2 separate regions of the Manis pentadactyla genome follow, and region 2 is linked to region 1. Evidence: chromatin contacts called from public Hi-C data. All regions are on one chromosome and are shown on one strand. The core of a region is the stretch at or near the end of the contact, and the rest is flanking DNA. Distances in the headings are between cores, read along the strand shown.

What was found. A called contact is a pair of places that touch in the nucleus more often than the background predicts.
Region 2: a contact with region 1 is called in a Hi-C map of fibroblasts, with 3 times the contacts expected there. The contact joins the promoter of GID4 here to the promoter of RAI1 in region 1. A contact is called at or near these places in 2 of 3 Hi-C or Micro-C datasets (fibroblasts and skin fibroblasts).

Annotation. Positions count from the first base shown.
Region 1 is chr4:119,349,178-119,352,069 of mManPen7.hap1, forward strand. It overlaps RAI1 (retinoic acid induced 1), which reads left to right and starts at 1,526. Exons shown (of 5, transcript XM_036894024.2): 1 at 1,526-1,947.
Region 2 is chr4:119,693,735-119,696,626 of mManPen7.hap1, forward strand. GID4 (GID complex subunit 4 homolog) reads left to right here and starts at 1,466. Exons shown (of 6, transcript XM_036894021.2): 1 at 1,466-2,062. The coding sequence starts at 1,634. It overlaps ATPAF2 (ATP synthase mitochondrial F1 complex assembly factor 2), which reads right to left and starts at 1,386. Exons shown (of 9, transcript XM_036894002.2): 1 at 1,111-1,386. The coding sequence starts at 1,243.

The DNA of each region.
Region 1 (2,892 bases), core at 276-2,775:
TGTGTGCCTGTAGACTACAAGCATCCCCATTTTAAAGATCAGAAAACTGACACTTGGCAAGTTGAGTGGTTTGCCCAAAGCCACCCAGGTGGGTGCAGAGGAGCCAGATTTAGAAACCAGGTCTGTCTCACCCAGAGCCTATACTTAAAACTAGCTTAAAACAGTGCAGTTCACATTCGGGTCCACCTTCTGTCTTGCTCTTACCATTCGCCTTGGGAGATGCATTGTTGAGCCCCTGTGGGAAGGGCTCTGGGAGCAGGTCTTGGCTCTTGTCACTTTAGCCTGAGAACCTGGACCGGTGACTTTACCAGCCTGTGCCTCAGTTTCCCCATGAACAAAATGTGATGAGCTTGCTTCACAGAGGGGCTTCCAGGAGAAAATGAGACAATGTACAGAAAGGGGTACAGCATCTGGTACTGTACCTACTACAAGGCCTGCTTTACCAATGAGGAAGCCCGGGTTCCATGCAGGAACTCACCGGTCCCAGGTCTCTTGAGAGCTCTGATGCCTTGACCACCCCTCCCCCTCCACAGGACCAGCAGACTCCAGAGGCTGGGAGGGGGTGGGAGGCTATGGATTTGTGTCTAAGTTGTGGTGAGCCCAAGTCTTGGAGCAGCAATTGCTCAGGTTGTCTGTAAGTTAACAGGTTCATTCACTCATTCATTCAAAATTCCTCTGCTTAAAAATCTGCCACTGGCTTTCTTCCCATAGAAGGAACTGTAACCAAAGTCCTTACTAGGCCCTCCCAAAGACCCTGGGCCTCCATTGTGGCTCATCCTTCAGCATGCTCACTTCTTACATCTTAGGCACCAAGCTCTCTCCTGCCTCAGGGCCTTTGCACTTGCTCTCCCCTCTGCCAGGAACGCTCTGCTCCTGTTTCTACCTATGGCAGTTCCTTCCTGCTACTCAGTTCTCTGTTCAGATAACCTTCTCTCACTCCCCATCTTTCACTTCATCTGCTAAATTTCTTCCTAGCACGTACTACTCCCTGAAATTATCTTCTCTGACATGTGAGCATTTGTTTGCTGTCTGTCTCTCTCCACCAGGATGGCAGCTCCACGACAGCAGGAACCACTTGTCTGTCGATATCCCAGCGCCCCACAAGGGGCCAGATACCCAATAAATGAAGACATTTGTCTGGCATATTGAGTTTAGGAGTAGAAAATGTTTACCAAACTGTAAAGAGGCCACAGTGATGGCTAATGGTGGGATGAGGGCGAAAGCCTGGCCTAGGGACCAAACCAGAGACTGGAAGCACATGAGGGCAGGATGCCAGTCCAAATCCTCCGCCAGAGGTTCCAGCCCCCACCCAACCACAGGTCGCGGCGAGGCTGGGAGAGTCCCTGAGGCTCCACCGGGATCCCAAGGAAAAGCCCCCTACCCCCAGGGCCGCGGGAGGGCTGGGGGACGCGCAGGGGGGCGCGCAGGCCGCCAGAGGGTGCTGTCGCAGCGCGCACGGCCCACCTGGCGCCCGGGGCCGCCGGCGAGCGCAGTCAGGCCGCCCGGGAACTTTTTTCCTTCTGCTCTCGTTCTCCCTCTCCCCCCGCGCGTCGTTCGCCCGCCCGCCCGCTCGCTCTTCCTGTGCGGAGGAGATCGCATTTCCCCGCGGCATTCGCGGACACCAGGCGGGCCCGGCCGGTGCGCGGCTAGGGCCTGGTCCCCGCGCCGCCGGCTCCCCGCGCCCCCGGGCGACGCCCCCGCCCGCGGCTGGGCTCGGAGAGTCGTGTTGGAGAGCGAGACGGCGGCGAGGGCGCGAGGCGAGCGGAACAGGCCGCCCTGCCCGGCCCGAGCGCCGGCGCGAGGAGGGGGCCACACGGCCCGCCCTCCTTCCTGCCTGGCCGCGGGCCGGCCGGGCCGGCGCGCCCTGACCCCCATGGCCAGCCGAGCCTCCGGGCCGCGAAGTCGCAGCGCCAGACTCAGGGTCCCCGAGTGAGCGCGGGCGCCGAGGTGAGCACCGAGCGGTGGGGCGCGGGGAGCGCTGCCCCGGAGCGGGGGCGGCGCGAGGCGTCGGGACCCAAGGCAGGGTGAGGGGCCGAGGCGGGATCCCTGGGCGAGCGCGTTGGGCCGCGCTGTGGGGGGTCCGCCGGGCACTGCTTTGTGTGGTGTGGGGGGTGCGCGAGGTCACCGGATGGCCGTCTGGGAGCTGCGGGGTGGGGGCGCCCTGCGCCACAGCTGAGGGTCTTCAGAAAGATCTGTGCTGCTGGCTGCGGTCGGTTCGTGGCGTGGGGACGCGAGAAGCGAGGGTCGGGTGGGCTGAGGGGTCTGCGTGCGCGGAGGCGCGGAGTGTTGGCTGAACGTGGGGTAGGGACGCGGGGGCATTTGCACGCTGCCGGGGCGGGAGGGGAGATTTGTGAGTGCGTCCGCAGTGGGGGGCGGGAGCTACTTCTCTGTGTGGACTGGGGCCTGGCGTGGGAGCGAGGGCCCGTCAGGGCCGTGAGTGGGGAGGTGGGCGCGCAGGGCTGTCCGCGGTGCCCCCACGCGGGCGGCTAGCCCAGGCCTGTGCGCAGGCCCGGCGAGCAGGCAGGAAGCGGCCCCGGAGGCCCCGGGAACTCCGACGCGGCACGGCCCCGGGCCTGTGGGCCCTTCGGGGGCTGACGTCACGGTCGGGGGCGCGGGACACGCGAGCCCCGTGTCCCCGGACAGCGGCGCTCCTGCCCGGTTCACAGCCCCGCGCCTTGGAGCAGGATACCCGGGAGGAGGACCAGGGGGCCGGGCGCAAGGCGGCGTTGCCGAGCGCGGCGGGGCGAGGGGACTGCAGGACGCGAGGGTGACATTTGGAGCCTTGGTCGCGCCGGGGGCCGCCGAGGAGGGGTGGAGGGGAAGCGAAACACCAGCCAGGCCCGAGGCCGAGGCGGCCCCAGCTTCCTGAGGCGCCCGTTTTCCCACCGAGCC
Region 2 (2,892 bases), core at 216-2,715, 340 kb after region 1:
TTGTAAGTCGACCCTTGAACAATGCAGGTTTGAACTGCAGAGGTCCACTTATATGCAGATATTTTTCAACTGATATATTGGAATTTTTTTGGAGATTGTGACAATTTGAAAAAACGTTTTCTTTTCTCTAGCTTGCTTTATACTCAGAACACAACATATAATAATATAACATACAAAATATGTGTTAATCCACTGTTACAAGTAAGGCTTCTGGTCAACAGTAGGCTATTAGCAGTTAAGCTTTGGGGGGAGTCAAAGTTATACTCAGATTAACCACGAAAAGGGGTGAGTGACCCTAATCCCCATGCTGTTCAAGGAGCAGCTGTACTTCCCTAGCACAGGATATTATAAGCTACTGTTCAACCAGGGTAGTATAACCTTCTGCACTAGATACTGAACACCATTTACGTGGGGACCATGACTGTCTTGAAGACTATGCCGCCTCCTGCCCTCAGCACAGAGAAACTAACTGAATGAAAGGAATGTGTTCTACTTTCACTCATTTAAGGGGATCACTTCCACTCTTAGCCTAAAACTCTCCTCAGAAGCAATGAAAGGGCCATTGCCTTCTTTTAGGCCTCATCAGTCAGAAGTGGAGGAAGGAGGTACAGCTGTCAACTCCTTAGCAGACAGGACAGGGATTGTGGCAGGGCAGTTGGAGGGAGGGCCAGAACCGTGCAGACAAAGTGGCAGAGCTAGAAGACTGAATGCTGGAGGTCCAGGCCCCTTCTAGGCCCTGGAGCACAGGAAACAGACAGGCCGAACTTTGCCCTCCACAAATCTCTGATCTTGTCCTTGGTGCAATCGTGACCCTGAGCCCCGTTTTCCCTGTCTGAAAACAAGGATACATCTGCTTTCTTTATTGGACAGGAAAGCTATCATCCTCGTGAAAAGCCGCACGTGATAAATGCCAATTACTGTCTCTCCTGCGGTGACGCGCTGTGTGCCCTCGGGGGTCCCTGCCTGGGCTTCTCTTTCCCGATCTGTAACAGAACCCGATAGACCTGCGTTACCTGAGCCTGAGCGCTGCTTCGATTACCCCGCCGTGCACAGCCCGCCTAAGCCCAGCTGGCCCCTGGCCAAGAAGACACGTGCCCCGGCCTCCCTCACCTGTCGGGGGAACGTAGGCACGGGCTGGGGGCTGGGGATTTGATCCCGGCCCCACGGAGGCGGCGAGACCACCCCGGGGCCGGTTAAGGAGGCGGCGCTCCCCATCCAGAAGCCGGAGGCAGCTCCTCCACATAACGCTAAAGGGCCTGGGAAGACGACCGGCACAAAACCTGAGAACAGGAAACAGGGAGAAGGAATCCCCAAGCCGCAGGCTCAGGCCGTACGAAAACCTCTCACCGCCTCCCCAGTGCCCTCATCCTCCCCTGCACGCCGCCATCTTCCGAATGAACCAATAGTGCGCCGTCGCTCGCGCGCGCCACTCGCGCACACCCCCAGTCAATCAGCTTCACAAACGCACCTCGCCCCGCCCACTCCACGCAGCACCTCGGGAAGACTACAAGTCCCAGAGGGCCTCTCGCGCACCCGGCCACGTGCTTCCTCCGCCCGCCAATGGGTAGAAGCGCCGCGTGCGCCTACTCCCGCCTCCCGAGCAACCTCGAGCCAATCGGAAGGGGTGGTGTGTATGCGAGGGCAAGTGGGGAGGGGGGCTCAGCTCAGGACCGGGAGGCCCTACTCGCAGGTCCCGGGGTCCCGGTGGCGGACGGAGCGCTTGGTCCGCAGGCAGCGGGCGGGTGTCACCCCTCCCGCCCCAACCCCGCGCGTGCGCGCCCCGGCCTCTGCCTCCCTGCCACTGTCCTCGGCTCCCGCGCGGCAGCGGCGGTTCCTCTCCCCTCCCCCAGCCCTGGCTCCGGGGGACCCCGCGATGCCGGTCCGCACAGAGTGTACCCCGCCGGCCGGTGCCTTGGCTGCTTCCGCGGCCTCGCTCATCCCGCCGCCGCCCATCAACACCCAGCAGCCCGGCGTGGCCACCAGCCTGCTCTACAGCGGCTCCAAGTTCCGCGGCCACCAGAAGAGCAAGGGGAACTCGTACGACGTAGAGGTGGTGCTGCAGGTGAGCGCCGGGCCGGGCCGGCGGGGGCCCGAGGGCCTCCTCGCGGCGCTCACGGGCCGTAACCGTCCCCGGCTTCTTGAGTCCGCAGCCGCCGGCCAGGCCCTCGCCGTCGGGCCTCCTGCACCCGGCGCTAAACCCTGGGACCTGCCCAGCTGGTGTTACACTCTCTGACCCCCAACCCTGACCTGCCCCCTCACACGCCTGTCGTGAGCTGCTCTTGGCAGACCCTGAACACTCTCCCAGACTCGAAGCCCGAGACCCACCCGCCTAGAATCCGGAAGCCTCCCATGATTGGCCATCCTGAGACCTGGGACCTTCCCATGACCTGTCGCCCTGAGATCAGCCTTGCCTGCAGTGTCTCTCAGACCCTGAAATACTCTCCATTGGTTTTTCCTGACTCTGGACCCTCCGCATGGTTGGGCCTAAGTCAGATTCTCCAAGACTTGAGACATGCCTCTACCCCACAACCCTCTTCCCGAAGCCCCAGGAATCCTCAGATCCTGAGGCCCGCCTCCTTCTCCTAGGATTTCCTCTTTGGGAGAGCTTAATCAGCCTCAGACCTGGGAGCACCCTCCTTCCATTAGTCCCTTAGCTGGAGAGCCCCCAATCCATAACTGATTGATGACTCCTGGCGCCCCCTCAAGACCAGGTACTCTCACCCTGGTGCTGCTGGGTGGAGTGCCTCACTGTCCCTTAGAGGTCCCCGGACCTCTTACTGCCCCATCTCTTTCTGGCTCAGGCCCCAGCTGCCCCCACCCTGAGGATTCCTGCCCCAGGCTTATCCTCCCTACCCCCATTCTCTGACCACTTCCATTCTGCTCCCAGTCTCC